2 separate regions of the Mus musculus genome follow, and region 2 is linked to region 1. A link is a contact called in public Hi-C data. All regions are on one chromosome and are shown on one strand. Each heading gives the region's core, a stretch centred on a gene start, on an enhancer-like site or on the middle of the called end of the contact. The rest is flanking DNA. Distances are from core to core; before and after follow the strand shown.

Evidence for each region. A called contact is a pair of places that touch in the nucleus more often than the background predicts.
Region 2: a contact with region 1 is called in a Hi-C map of bone marrow-derived macrophages, with 34 read pairs. The contact joins two enhancer-like sites. A contact is called at or near these places in 2 of 39 promoter capture datasets (the 3T3-L1 cell line and liver), 1 of 15 datasets of contacts at CTCF or cohesin (the NIH/3T3 cell line), 30 of 484 Hi-C or Micro-C datasets (the C2C12 cell line, the HL-1 cell line, the MC3T3-E1 cell line and 15 more), 7 of 115 datasets of contacts at active chromatin or transcription factors (SST interneurons, embryonic basal ganglia, embryonic fibroblasts and 2 more) and 1 of 9 other capture datasets (embryonic stem cells).

Annotation. Positions count from the first base shown.
Region 1 is chr17:79,135,007-79,138,708 of GRCm38.p6, reverse strand. No RefSeq gene overlaps it. Among named protein-coding and RNA genes, the nearest start is that of Qpct, 85 kb to the right of the region's middle. Within about 2 kb of position 2,123, at least 38 of the 459 cell types and tissues checked have an H3K27ac peak or open chromatin away from gene starts, as enhancers often do. A contact at or near this core is called in bone marrow-derived macrophages, where this site is marked.
Region 2 is chr17:79,566,584-79,570,285 of GRCm38.p6, reverse strand. No RefSeq gene overlaps it. Among named protein-coding and RNA genes, the nearest start is that of Rmdn2, 47 kb to the left of the region's middle. Within about 2 kb of position 1,660, at least 3 of the 459 cell types and tissues checked have an H3K27ac peak or open chromatin away from gene starts, as enhancers often do. A contact at or near this core is called in bone marrow-derived macrophages, where this site is marked.

The sequences.
Region 1 (3,702 bases), core at 874-3,373:
AGGTGACTGGGAAGGTCTGGAGCTTACTCAAGCCCTCTCTATCTCTCCTGGAGTCGGCCATAGGGACCTGGCTAGCAGCCTAAGGATATAGGTTCTCTTTTGTTTCAGCCACACTAGGGCCACCTGGTCTATCTTCCCTCTTTCCAGGATTACCCAGGATCAGACATTCCTCATTTTCCATCTCTCATCCCCATTTAGTTTATAAAAATCTTTATTCAGTTGGTGAAAGGGATAGAAAGTAGAGAAGACTTAGTAAAAACTATCTGGTAGAACACATTTTCCCAAATCTTTAATTCAGTTCTAAAGTCTTCAACATTTGAAAAGTGAAAGACAATAAATAAAAGTCAATAAATGTCATCCAGGAATGGAGTACATACATACATACATACATACATACATACATACATACATACATACATAATTCATACATATACATATGTACATACATACATACATACATTCATACATACACATCTGTACTACATATATACATACATGAATACATATATGCACACACACACACACACACACACACAGAGGATCATAAGTTTCAGTGAGCATTGAAATGGTCCTAATGCTTTCAGGCTGAGGACTTGGACAGATGCTTGACTAAAAAGAAAGAGGTTGGCAGAGTGTTATAGCCATCTTAACTCCTTCTAAATATCAGTTAAAAGTTATTTTTGTAGCTATATAGATAGCACAGCCCATAAAAAACAAGTTAGCAAGGCATACAATACCTTTTTAATCTACCCCAGCCCCTTCCAATCCAGCTTTACCTCCTTCTAAATCTTCCACCACCCACCGCTGTCCATCATCATCAACAACAACAACCCACATAACTCACCTCAAAAGGATTAAGAGGGATGATATTCTGAAGCCAAATATGAGTGACTGTGATCAGAGAAGTGGGCTAGACTAATTTCCATGTTCCAATGGGAAACAGTTCCATTAAGATTCTATAATAAATAGAATAAAGAAAGTCATGGATCAAACATCTTAAAACGCATTGGTGGAAACATTGGGTAGGTAAGTTAAAAACAAAACTCAAGATCTCTGCTATCAGCTTCTAATGACACTTTTAGCCTTTTGGATAGTGGGTCTAGCTATCTGTTCACATATTCCAAAGGATTTATCATGTGGTCTCAGAGGCTTTAGCTCTCATACAGAGGTCAATAAATGAGTTTGAAGAGCTCTGAAGATGGCCCAAGATCTGACTTTGGACTTGTAACATTCCGAACTCTCTATAATCTTTGGAAGTTTTAACCAATTAATTGGCCTTCATTGGAAGGTGCAGCTTCCTTTCAAAATAATAGTTACTTCCATTCATACTATCAACTCAAGTACCAGAAGCATGGGAGTGAGCGATGTGCCATCCATGTCTATGTATGCCAACACATTTCTGCATCACCTGTGAAGCCAGTTGCTTCATTTCTACCCTTTGTTCTGTCTTCAGCCCAGCATGAATAACACCTTTTTTGTATCTCCTAGGTTCCCATAGACAGTACTAGTAACCTACTCTGCTTTCCCTACTTGAAAGTAGACTCTGCAAGAAGGAAGCCAGTGTCTGATCCCTCTTCTCCCAGGAGTCTAGCAGCTACACTTGAAGACTGGGTAACATTTTCATAAGCTTTAATCTAAAGATTAGCCAGGTCTTACGGATACACTCTCAGCAGCTTTGTGATCTAATCTCTCATCCGTATTGATAGTTATCAAGGACTTGACTAATTCACTATCCTGTGATGCAATGAAGATAGGGGAAATTCAACAATATTAACTTCTTAATTCAGGTCACTGAATTAAAAGTTTAAGATGTCTGCAAGACAGAAGTACCCTATCAGACTTACATACCTGTCTCATTCATTTTTACATGTGTAACCTTCAAATCAATTATATAAACTGAAAAACATACAAATCTAAATGGAATTTTACTGGTTTTTAAAAAAACACTATTAAAGTAAATGAATGGATCTTTGTTTCCTCAGAAACTAGGTCAGTTGGCCACTAACACATAGAAAGTGGAAAAAAAGAGGCAGAAGTCAAAACTGGCTCAGACCACTCCTGAGTCACTTGCCTCTGGCAATGCTCTGTACATGTGTGCCAAAGTGCCACTGTCCTCATGAGGAGGAAGCAGCTGTACCTTCTCCTGCCAGATGGCCAGGGCAAAGTCCAAACTAAGAAAGCATCCATGACTTAGGGCACGCATCCCGGTGCCCTGACTGGAGTCTAGAGGACATTCATGAGAAAGGACACCTGGTAGGTAATAATTGCCAGCTGGAATCTTTTATTTCTCTTTTAATATTGACCTAGTACCAGTGTGCCTGGTCCCAAACCCACAGTAGGATATTGTGCCCTCCTGCTTGACAGCAAATGCATTCAAACCACACCTACACTTTAAAAAGTGAAATAAAAGGTTTTTCTTAAATTTATACTCCCATCAAGTTGTTTTTACTTTCCTTTACTACCAGATTTTAAAACTTTTTTTGCTCTGTCTCTGAATAAATTAAAGCTAAGGTTCACTTAAGTCATTATCCCAGGGATGGCATTTACAAAAGTTAACAACTGAAATATCATTAACCCAGATGGAATATGCACGGCCCGGAGTGGCAGCATCCAGGCAGAGGCAGTGAGGCTGTGCACGGGGCTCCAGTGAACATCGGTCCCTCGCCAGCTCTCCAGGGTTGATCAGTGAGGCATCCAGTCTAAGCCCAGGACATGAGTCAGAGCTTCCTGTTTCCCTGTTGCCTTACAGTTCTTGCCCCAAGTCTTCAACCCCTTGTTCTGGCTTAGAAAACCTAAGACAAGTCATCCTTACCCCCATGCTCCTGGCTTCCGCTGAAATCCAGGCTCCACCTCTCCCCTAAGAAATCTCAGACCACTCAACTACAGGGAGCTGTTGAAGCATATGTTCTAAAAAGATACATTGAAGACCTGACCCATGGACTTCCAAATGTAGCTCTGTCAGTAGGACAGTCGCATGTAACATAATGATGAGGCTATACTGTAATAGAAATAATTCTAATAGAAATGGTTCCTTCTAAGAAAAGAGAAACTGGGGTACACACATAATATGGTTCCAGAACAGAAGCAGGGACTAGTGCACAGCTCTAAGACCCAGAAAGCATGGGCTGCCAGAGCAGCGAGAGGAAAGAGAAGGCCTCCAACTCTTTAGCATTCAGAGGAAACAAGGCTCTGCCCAACCTTATAGTTGAGACTTTCAGCCTCCAGGCCTGCAAATGAACAGAATTCATTTGGATATCTCAGTTAATTTGCAAAACCCTTTACAATTGAATAAGAAAAGCAAGGCCTCTCTTCTTTCTTTCACAACTAGCTTCCTCCAGCTTCTAATGGTCCTTTGTTTTGCCCTCACAGAATCTCAGACTCTCAACCTAAAACACACCTCTTTTGTATTTTGAGATGCAAGTTAGACCTTGGGATGGGTGTAATGAGAAACATTCCCAAGGCATTTGAACACATGGTCCCCAGTTGGTGGTACTCTTCAGGGAGGCAGAGCCTTACTGAAGGAAGTCCAGGCATGTCACTAGACATGGCTTGGGGAGCTTACAGCCTCACCCCGTCTTCCTGTTCACTCTGTCTTCTACATGTGGGTGAAAATGTTGAAGCTAATTTCCCTGGTCCATCTGCCTGCTGCCATGCCTCCACTGACCTGATTGGTCCCCTTCCTGAATCATATGTAAAAAAAAA
Region 2 (3,702 bases), core at 411-2,910, 430 kb before region 1:
CCTTAGACTTAGAGGGACAGTCTCTATGACTCTCTCCTGCTCTACTGTCTCCAAATCCTCTCGCCTAAATCAAGTCACAGGAATTGGGGTTGTTGTCCTCTAAAGCAAGTCATAACATCTGGAAAGGTAATTTTCTTTCTCCTCTTCCTTGCAGACTCTGATTACCCAAGAGGAAAGGGTGCTTCATGCTAGGCCAAGAAGGATCAGGACAGACCTTTTTTGCTGGCTGCCTACTTGATATCAGTCTACTGGTGTCAGATTATATTCTGTTCTCCAATCAGATTTACACACAACTGACTCCAATACCTGGAGGAAGCAAAGAAGAAGAAGAAAAGGAGGAGGAGAAGGAAGAGGAGCAGAGAAGAAGAGGGGGAAGGAAAAGGAGGGGGAGGGGAGCAGGAGGAGTAGGAGGAGAAAGAGGAAGTGGGGAAAGAGGAAGAGGAGGAGGAAGAAAAAACATTTTTTCCTGAGTCCTTGAGTTTCATTATCAAAGCTTCCACCCCCCATATTTTATTAAATAGACATTTGGTGCTTCCTTTCTTTAAGCCTGTTTGCTGTTGGTACAGAAGTGTCAGCCATGACCCTTTATGATGAAGAAAGTCTCACACCTGTCTACCCTGTGATCACAAATCTCCATTGTCCATTTGATGGGACTTAGAATCACATGATACTAAAAGTCTGCCTGTGCCTACGAGGGAGCTTCTGGACTAGGTTAATTGAAGTGGGAAGACCGGCTCTAACTGAGGGCACCATCCTCCCATGGGCCTGGCTCTGAATGAATATGACGGAGAACAGGACATGAGGACCAATGTCCAGCTGTCTGTGTTTCCTGGCTGAAGATGCAATGTCACCAGCTGCCTCTGGCCCCTGCCTCTCTTCTCTGCCTTGATGAACTATTTTAGAGGATTCCCGGACTTATTCTTTTAATAACACAAGTAAGCAAACTTAGACCAAATCTGCAATATGGTTCACTTATCCAAGTACAAAGGTCAGAATTCATACTAACATGTAAAAAGCAAGTCTTCGTTGGAGGACCTGAGGTGAGCATGCCCTGGGATTTATGAGGTGGGTATTCTGAGTCCTGTTTTGTGATGTAACGTATGAGATGAGAATAACTGTGGAACCAGGTGAATAACTGGACCTACTCCCAGCCTTAGCTTAGCTACATCATCCTGGCATTGGCACCTGCCATCTTAGAGACTATCCATCTCTCAGATGGCTGAGAAGAAGGCTCCTGGCATAGTCTGGCATCTACCATCCTCCCAAGCAGACACCATATTACTCTAGAAGTTTTTGTTATGCTTGCTTTGGAAGTAAATTTTACCCATTGTTTAGTTAGCAAAACCACTTCCTAAGTATAATTGTTCAAGTCTTACAGATGTGAAGGCTGTGCCTAAGAGAAAATGTGTAGCTATTGAGCTGTTCCCTGAGTTTATTTTTATTTTAATTAATACTGCTTCCAAAGGTGGAGGTCTGCAACATTACATAATTACGAATGACTATATGACTATATGACTATACAGGTTGCTTAAGGATATAATACAAAATAAAACCATGACTAAGAATCTATATTTATTAATAAGTCCCAGATCATGAAATTGCTTTTCCCTTCCTAAACCCAGATATTCAATGACAAGTTGCTACTTCCTAATTTTAGTACTTGACAGTAGATGGCACTGCTGATTGTCAAAAGATACAAACATTTCCCTGTATATACCAATCTCTTCTTTTTTAGCCATTAAAAAAACCATCAGAACAAAACACACACACACACACACACACAAATGGTATAAAAGTAAATATTTTTATTCCAATGAGAGGTTAAAATTAAGCACATAATTGAGCTGGACATTTATGTGAGTTATGCATAGTTTATTTGAGATGCTAGGAGAAACCATAGTATGATCAGCGGCTCTCAATCTGTGGGTTGCAATCTCCTTGGCAAACCTTTATCTCCAAAAAATGTACATTATGATTTATAACAGTAACAAAATTACAGTTATGAAATACCAACAAAAAATTTTTTTTGGTTGAGTGTCACCACAATCTGAGGAGCTATAGAAGAGGGTCACAACATTGGGAAGGTTGAGAAGTGGGTACAAGTTCTCATTATCAAGAGTAAAAGTAAAATTTCATTACCAACACAAGCAATTTATTTCTGTACCATAACTTTAGGAAAAAAATGGATATTATCACAACTGAATTTAGTTGTCAAGAACAAACCAGAAAATAAAACGAAAGCACTCACCCATGGGCTCTGGAGTCTTCCAGATGGCATACAAGGATGCAGTGTGTAAAATAAGAACAAAACAAATACGTGACCTGAACTTTGGGTAAGTCACTCAGTGTTTCATGACAGGGGTCTCTCATCTGTAGACAGAACTGCTTATCTCTTGACCAATTTACATGACAATTGCAAGGATCAATTAATTGTAACATTGTAGCTTAAAATATTATATGTCATTGGTGGAACAGATCCTGTATTGGTTACTTTTCTAGTCACTGTGACAAAATGTCTGACAGAAGCAACTTAAGGAAGGAAAGACTTATTTCAGCGCATGATTTCAGTCCATCATGGCAGAGAATTATGGTGGACCCACTCACCGTACAGCTGGATGGAAAGTGCATCGCAGACCAGAACCAGAACCAGATATAATTGTAGGGTATAAGGTCTTAACCCATTTCCTCTTGAAAATTCTTAACAGAACTCCACCAATCCCTCAGCATAAAAGTCCTCTAATCCATGAGCACGAAAACCAACCAATCTCAGAGCACAAAAACGCGCTAATTCCCCTCATTGTGAAATCCCACCAATCCCTGGTCTTGCTCCGAGTACAGGACTTGAAACCTCACTAGTTCTCACTCTGCAAATCTCTACCCCGGGGAACTCCTCCCCGTCAAGCCCTATATAAACCTGACTCCTGCCCCATTCCCTGCTGCATCTATCTGCCCACAGCCCAGCAGAGGTAGCCACCTCGTGTCTTTCCCAATAAATCTCGTCTGTGAGGTTTGTTGTGTGGTGTGACTTGGTGGATATTTCTTGGCTCCAAGATGCCAGGGTACCTTCCTTCTCTGAGCTGTAATGTTTCCATCAGAGAAACCTTCCCTTTAGAACTATTACCTTCTCCTTCCTCTTAGAGCTATGACACCTTCATCAGAAAGCCCGCCCACCCCCCACCCCCTCCACCCCACTAGAGCTATAACATCTCCATAGAAGCTTTTGCTTTAGAGCCTTGTCACCTCTACCAGAAAAGCTTTTCCCCACAGAGCTGTAACACTTAAAATAACCTTCCAGGCTTGCCTCTAGTAAATGCCCGCTGCCAGCAAGGTCCAACAACCAACGTTTCCATAACGTCCCACAACAGCACCCACTAGCCAGGGGTGGAATCTTCTCTAGAGAATAGTTCATATTAAACCATAACAGACGCCACAAAGCATCTTAAAGCTCTCTGTGGGCTTTCAGGAAAGGCATAGCTAATGACTGTAGTTCTCCACTATTTCCTATTCAGAGTTAAGTCTTGTAATCTTTACCTCCCCCTTTCCCCCCCCACACACCCCAGCATCCCAGGGCCAGTCTTAGCTTCTCAGATCTCACCAGGTAGGACCTGTTACATGTTCCATTACTTGGTCAGGAGTTAAGGGACCTAGATTTCCTTGTTATTGAATGTTGCTTTGCCAGCTTTTTGCTTAGATCAGTGGTTC